Linked DNA regions of Zea mays: region 1 is linked to region 2. A link is a contact called in public Hi-C data. All regions are on one chromosome and are shown on one strand. The core of a region is the stretch at or near the end of the contact, and the rest is flanking DNA. Distances in the headings are between cores, read along the strand shown.

What was found. A called contact is a pair of places that touch in the nucleus more often than the background predicts.
Region 1: a Hi-C map of leaf shows a contact between it and region 2, with 2.0 times the contacts expected there. The contact joins two enhancer-like sites. A contact is called at or near these places in 7 of 25 Hi-C or Micro-C datasets (bundle sheath, leaf, root tip and 2 more) and 1 of 3 datasets of contacts at active chromatin or transcription factors (leaf).

Annotation. Positions count from the first base shown.
Region 1 is chr2:185,382,397-185,386,014 of Zm-B73-REFERENCE-NAM-5.0, reverse strand. No RefSeq gene overlaps it. Among protein-coding and RNA genes, the nearest start is that of LOC103647424, 16 kb to the right of the region's middle. Within about 2 kb of position 2,019, at least 13 of the 20 cell types and tissues checked have an H3K27ac peak or open chromatin away from gene starts, as enhancers often do. A contact at or near this core is called in leaf, where this site is marked.
Region 2 is chr2:185,130,990-185,134,647 of Zm-B73-REFERENCE-NAM-5.0, reverse strand. No RefSeq gene overlaps it. Among protein-coding and RNA genes, the nearest start is that of LOC111591061, 7.0 kb to the right of the region's middle. Within about 2 kb of position 2,272, at least 6 of the 20 cell types and tissues checked have an H3K27ac peak or open chromatin away from gene starts, as enhancers often do. A contact at or near this core is called in leaf, where this site is marked.

The DNA of each region.
Region 1 (3,618 bases), core at 770-3,269, 250 kb before region 2:
GCCCATTTTCTAGGGAGGGAGAGTTGGTGGTACCATGTTGCAAGTGCTCTTAATAGGAGACATGAGAGTTCCATTAAAGATTGACACTCAACTATTGAGCCATAAGAGCAAGTTTAATAACGAGCTATAAGCGAGCGGATGTCTACGTGGAGCAGAGATAAATGAAAGAGAGAGCAAGGCGGGTGTCTCACGAGGCGCTCGCTCTCAGTCGGAGTAGTACAAACACGAGTCGTGTTTCTATTGGATAAAGCATCATATTAAGGGCTTATTGGGAGGGATTCACTTTAAAAAAATTCAGCTTCGGTGTTTCAGTTTCACCATAAAACTGCTCCAACAAATTGTTGAACTGGGTTTGAGGAGCGTTTGGTTTACATATGAACTCCAGCTTTTGTAATACAATTGATTGATTTGTATGAGTTTCCTTGATTACCCTTAATGGTTAGTGGCTCTCACGAGAGAACTGAAGTGCTATGTTATGTAATCAGTGGCGTGGTGGGTAATTTTCATGCAATTTCATGACGAGGTATGAAAACTGTGTTTGTGAAGCGCCCTTTGAGGACCTTAATGAAGGGTATGTTTGGTTGGGCTGTGGCTGTAAAAAAAGCTGATGTGTGTTGTGAGCTGTGAAAAAAGCTGTTGTGGACTATGAGCTCTGAAAAGGTTAAAAATTATTTGGTGGAAATCTAAATGCCGCTAAAAGTTCTTCCACTTATATTTTCACATTTATCTGAAAGCTACTAAAAGCAGGTCCAGATATGCTTTCAGTTTTACACTGTGATAAAGTCGACTTTTAGAAAAAGTTGTTTACTGATTCCATCCCTTTGGTTTGGCTTTTGGTTTTTAGGGGACAAAAGCCAGAGCCAAAAGCTAAATCAAACACATCCTTAATAAAGGTGGCCACTAGTTTTAATTTTTTTTTAAAATCTAGAGCTCGTAGAGCTAGAGCTATTTGGATGTAAGAAGCTAGAACGAATTTGAAATTGTTGAAGTGAAGCCTTCGCAAAGGCGCTCCACATCAAGGAGCTTTGGAACCGATGGAGGGCGAACTAGTGAAGTCATCAGACTCGCTCTAATACTCGCGCGGCCAGGGCCGGCCCTGAGCCCATGCAACAGAGGCGACGGCCGAAGGCCCAAAAGTAATAGAGGCTCAATATTTTATATTTATATCACAATATAATACACTAGTTTATAATTTACAAAACTCATCCAACCAAATAATCCACACATCCATAATCTTTATTAAATCCAACAAACAAACTGCACCCATACTTAACACAACATCAAAATCAACGGTTCATATCGTTGTATAACATCATCTCTCTTGCTCACTCAAATCTAATTAACAATATCATTTGGATCATCCTTCAGCCCTCCCCTCCTCACGTCCACACCGCTGTCAACCCCTCCCCTCGTGCCACCACCGTCGTCGTTCACCCCACTCTTCCCCTTCTTAGGAACGTAGCATTAGCACGGGCTATATACTAGTAGTAAAATAGTATAGATAGCTAACAAGCCGGTAGGGCTGTGCACATGAACCACGCGACACGTGTTGCCCACTGCCCAGTCATCACGCTCACATCGTCGCGCGTCTGTGCGACCATACCCTCCACGTGATCGCCGTTTGTCATCTCATCAATTCAGTCCTCCAGGATTCGAGGGCGCTGGGCGCCACTGCTCCAGCCTCCAGGCATGCACGGTCGAGCAATCAGGATTCTTGTCATTCTATTGCCGTCGTTATTATTCCTCAACTTGCGAAGTGCTAATCTGCACCGATGTATATTATCTAACGTCTTAGATATTTTAAAAACCAATTTCAATACACATAATCATTTATATATAAAGTACTAATCTACTTCGCTGCATATCATAGAATTTTTTATATATTCTAGAGGGTCTACCATGATCAGTTCGTCTGTGGCCTCAAAATCATAAAACCGGGTCTGCGCGCGGCCCGTGACAAAGCAAGCCTAACCCTATTACCCATGAAACCAGCGGTACCACCAGCGCAGCAGGTTGGGACACCGGCGGTGTCGCACTGCAATTCGTCGGGGCCAGCCAAAATGCCAAATAGCCATGGTCCCATGTACAGCGACATGTCCGATTGTCATTTGAGCCTAAATTGACTGGACGTAGATAGATGGCGTGGTAGACTCGCTGCGGAGTACCTCGATCAGCTGTCAGATCGCCGGGCGAAACGCCAATGCTGGCATTCAGTTCAGCTGTACGTAGACCTCTCTCTCCGCTCCTACAAGTCGCGTGTGTGTATAATTGGGGAAAAGGCCAACAAAAGGTGCAACCTTTCCTTAACGACTTCAATCCGTTTGCGTGTTAACTGACATATAATGATAACTAGGTGAATGCCCGTGCGTTGCAACGGAACCGTATAATAACACGATAACTTATGTACATATGTGTTATAGTTGTATGCCCGTGCGTTGCCACGGAAGTCAAAATTTATTACTCCCTATGTTCTAAAATAGTAATCATTTTAGAAAATTAGTGAATTCAAACAATAGTGATGTATATGTTTTATAGTTAGATACTCGTGCGTTGCTATGGTTTCTATATATGTCACACAGATAGATATTATAGCCTTTGATGATTCATTCACGCACTCCATGTACATGCACAAGTTTTAGTAAAATATATAAAGACTATCTTAAACTCTTGATGCAATAGCTCAAAGCATAACAACTTGGATCTCCGTGGAGATGCATGCTACATACAAGCAATAGACCAGGCAACAATCAAAGCAGCTTAATACTGATAATATTTCTCAATTGGAGCTACAACAGCTACACAATCCTGGAACAACGAGCAGCCCGGTAGAACCTTGACCTTACCTAAGATCAAAAGATTAATCACAACCGACCTCACATTTCTATTCGGTTTAGGAATGGATCAACACATTCTATCAAATACAAGGTCTTTTTTTCATCTTTGTCTATGGAGGAACTCTCCTCGTACGTATGAGCGAGTAGAGCTTGACCCCGTTGATGGAGGTGGACATGAGCATCCCCGCACTGTGGCTCACCGCCATCTCCGACGCGGTCGCCGGAGCCCCTCTACTCCGCGCTCCTCCTCCTCATCGGCGCTGGTTGCCAGTTCCTGGTGGAGGCGACTGAGAATGGCATACACGCGGTGGCAGAACTGGCGCACGGATGTGGACACCTACAATAGAGACTTAAAGGGTAGTAGAGATTAGTAGATACTCAATAAAAAACAAACAGTACTACTATAGTTTTAGAACCTCAGGAACAGGTTCGTTATTCACTCATTTTTGTAAAATCTTCTTAACTCAAATCAAATTCAGAGGCCAATAGATTTCACCCTTGGAATTACAGAGCACTCCCAACAGGCAAGGCATTAGAACAGACAAGGCATTAGAACAGACAAGGCATTATTAGAACCGTGCACCATCCTCGAATGTGGATGCCTACGAGGATGGGAGTTCCAGAAGCCGAAGAAAAGACTCAGTTTGTGGATTCCTGCAGCAAACTGTATACCATGGAAGAAATGTGAAAATGCTATGTTAGAAACTTTGGTAAGAAAAGAGAAAACATTCAAACTTTATCCCAAGTATGGCCGTTCAAAATTATCAGAATCACAACTACTTTT
Region 2 (3,658 bases), core at 1,023-3,522:
GCAAGTACCCAGCTGAAAACAGATTATGCTGTTGTACTTGTGTCTTGTATGTGAATTTACAATAGAATTTGTCTCCTTTTGTTTGTTTAAATGCATGAGTAGTATTGATCCAGGGTTTCAGAGAACCTGAACTAATAAATAAATAAATAAATAATCCTAGTGAAAGTAGGCCTTTTGGAATTTCTTTCAAAGGATAGAAATGCCTGCAGGCTGCAGCTATATATCCAAGCCAGTGGGTAAGGTGAGTCCATATACTTTTAATTGATTTTGACGTTGTTCTGATGAGCGCACTATGCTCTTTCTTAGCTTGCATGCAGAATGAGCTGTTATGTGCTGAACTTGAATATGTGCAAATAGGGAACATATTAGGTGCAAACCAATTATTTGGTGCAAATCGTGTAAACAATTATGATAATTTTTTTAAAACAACTCTCCCACCATCATCAGTTTTCAAAATGACCCTTCCATCTTTCACCTCCACCAACGTGTTTGTTTTTGTACAGTTTGCACCAAGTGGTTGATTTGCACATAATATATATGTTCTCTAAACATGTTAGTCTTTACTTATTTTCCCTGCTAGCTAGTTTGCTCTTGTTGGCCGTGTCATAAATTTTGTTCTCAGGAGATAGATCTACACAGTGACAACATGTACCTCAGGAGCACAAGATATATATGCAGATGTAATAGCTTGTTCCTGACCAATTCCTCGCTGTATTATGCTGATTGTGGGAGCACAGTGTTCTGTAGTGGTCAGGCGCTAAAGAACATTGCGCCAACCTTATTCATGAAAGCATGCCAAGCCCTTACAAATAATCGCTGGATGCACTTTTGTTCTCCTTACACACATGAGGAAGAGATAAAAGAATTCATTTCCCTCCGGCAAGGTATCAACAGCACTCAATGATCTCGACGATACTATTTTATGGAGGTGGAGTTACAGTTCAAGTAGTGCATACAAAATTCAGTTCACAACGAATTTTTGTAAAATCAAAATTTCTCCTATATGGAAAGCGAGAATTGAGCCAAAATGTCGTTTTTTCGTATGGACCATGTTGTATAACATAATTTTGACTGCAGACAACCTACAAAAGCGAGGATGGCCTTGCAATCCAATTTGTTGTCTTTGCAACTTATCACAAGAAACTATGCCTCATTTAGGCAAAGACTGCCCGTTTTTGTAGAGGTTTGGAACATGATCCTATCTTGGGCCAATCTGTTCTTTCTAAGTGTCGTTTCTAACCCCGGGTCGTTGTAGTTGTATGATTGGTGGAAGAGATTAAGGAATCGTTGCTGCAAGGAGTCAAAGAAGATTTTCGATGGACTCCTCATCTCTTTCTGGTGGAATATATGGTTAGAAAGAAATAACAGAATCTTTCATAGACTTCAAAGATCTGCTATCCAGGTTATGCAATTGGTGAAAGATCAAATTGTGAGTTTTAGTGTATGCAATTGGTGAAAGATCAAATTGTGAGTTTTAGTGTATGTTAGATTGAGTTAGTGTATGTTTTTCTCTTTTTTTGTTTTTTCTTTTGCTCAGTCTTCAGTATCTATTTCTCTTCTAATATATTGATGAGGCAAGTCTTTTGCCGCTTCCTTTAAAAAAAGAGTAATTCTAATCTTCATACACTAGTTTTCAGTGTAGCCTTTTTCCTATGTGGTTAACTGTCCATAGATTATGCCATACCTCTCCTAAACTGGACTTCAACGATGTGAGGTCCAATCTTATTCATCTCGAGCGGCTAGATTTTCATATCATAGAAGTGATGATTTATCTCAAGTTTGCTCTTACTCATCTTTTGTTTATTTATATTTTTTATTTTTGGATTCAGAGAAACGTCATATTCACAACTGCAACTAGTGCGTGGTGATCTGGATGAAAACAGTCAGGGGAAGGCAGAGGTTTTTGTCTAACATGGAGTTTTTTTCAGTGATTTTAGATATTCTTACAAGCTGTAACACAATCAAGCAGATAAGATCCTGCTGATATATATGAATTAAGCTTCTTATCTTTTTAGTTCCAGTAGCAAAGTACGTTTACTTGCAGTTTGTTGGAGGGACTTGTGATGGCTTTTGATATTACTTCATGAGTCAATTGCTAATTAGCAATTGGCTACTATATATAATCTGATGCCATGTATGATATATATAAGACCACAATTTTTTTTTCTTTTGTTTTTTAATTTGTCATCACAGGCGCGCGTTGTCTTTGCACTGTCTGTGATACGTGCTCATCACAGGCGCGGTGTTTTTTGCACGTATGTGATAGGTTGCGGTCCTTACAGCAGATCGACACGCTAATACGCTATGGTAGACACAGCAAACCCGTGTTTGTGATGACCCTAGGACGCGTCGTCCGTCCGTTGACGTGCTCTTCTCACGTAGTGTATGTAACCAAGAGCAATGATGTCTATCTGTATGTGAAGTATATTTGACTTAGTAAAGATAATCTATATTGCTTATATATACACCTAACTTGGATAAAAAAGATTTGTTTTTTCTCCTAGTACAGTTGCGTATCATTCAAAAAAGAACACAAGTCAAGGCTAAACTGTTCCATTCACTAGTACACAGAGGCTCTATAGTGGCGGTTCTAGAGCTGTTTGTACTGTCGTTTTTCAGTGCCGCCAGTGCTAGGGGCCAGTAGCGGTTCCCAAGCCGGGTCCACCTGGTTTTTTTACTGGCGCGCGGTAACTGAAAGTCTGAAACCGCCAGTGATAATTTATGGGTGCCGCAGGCTTTGAGCTCTTTTCTATTAGTGATTATTTGATACTTCAATCCAAGTTCTGCTTGCTGCCAGAACCCAGAACGTCTTATTGTTATTTTAATACTTTCTCTATTCCAATTTATAATTTGTTTGACTTTTTACCGATTTAATCAGCTTGTTTTATTTTATAAATTTTATAATTATTATTTATTTTTATTGTAATGTCGTAGTATGAGCTTTGATTGTATCAATTTCTGCAAAAAAATAATAAATCGACTTTGTTAAAAAGTCAAACAGATTATAAATTAAGACTGCCGAAGTATGTTATCTGATGGATACAACGAAATGACGTTAGTGTCTAAAAAGTATATAGTAATCTGCTCTACCACGGTGAATCAGATAGTAAATAGTAACTTTCATGTCTCGTCTCACAGTAGTAGGCCATGAACTATTTTGCACTGCATTAATGTAGTGTTTGGTTTGAGAAATGATATAGTCTATCATCTTCTCACTCCTCACTTTTTTGTTTGGTTTGTGGAATAGAGTGAGTTAATTCATCACCACCTTATTCTTTATAGTTAGTTGTTTAGTACTAATATGTGGAATGGAGTCATCCCACCAAATTTGAAGAATGGATCTATGATGCACCACTTCATTTTGGATAGAGTGATTCATCAAACCAAACACCTCATAAGTGTTGCATAACTCCTAAGGGTCTGTTTGGAAAACTATTTTCTAGTCCTAGGACAATAGCATTTTGAGCATGGATAAATTGTATACATGCTACTCAACTTTTACAAAATTATATAGCTAATATCTATTTTTGCAAAAATTGACCCGAGAGCATACCATGGTATTTTAGGCCAAAAGGTGTTCACGAGCACACCTACCTAAAAACTCTATCTTAGACCATGGTTTCACCAATCCCATAATATTTTTAGGCTCTAAAAAGCT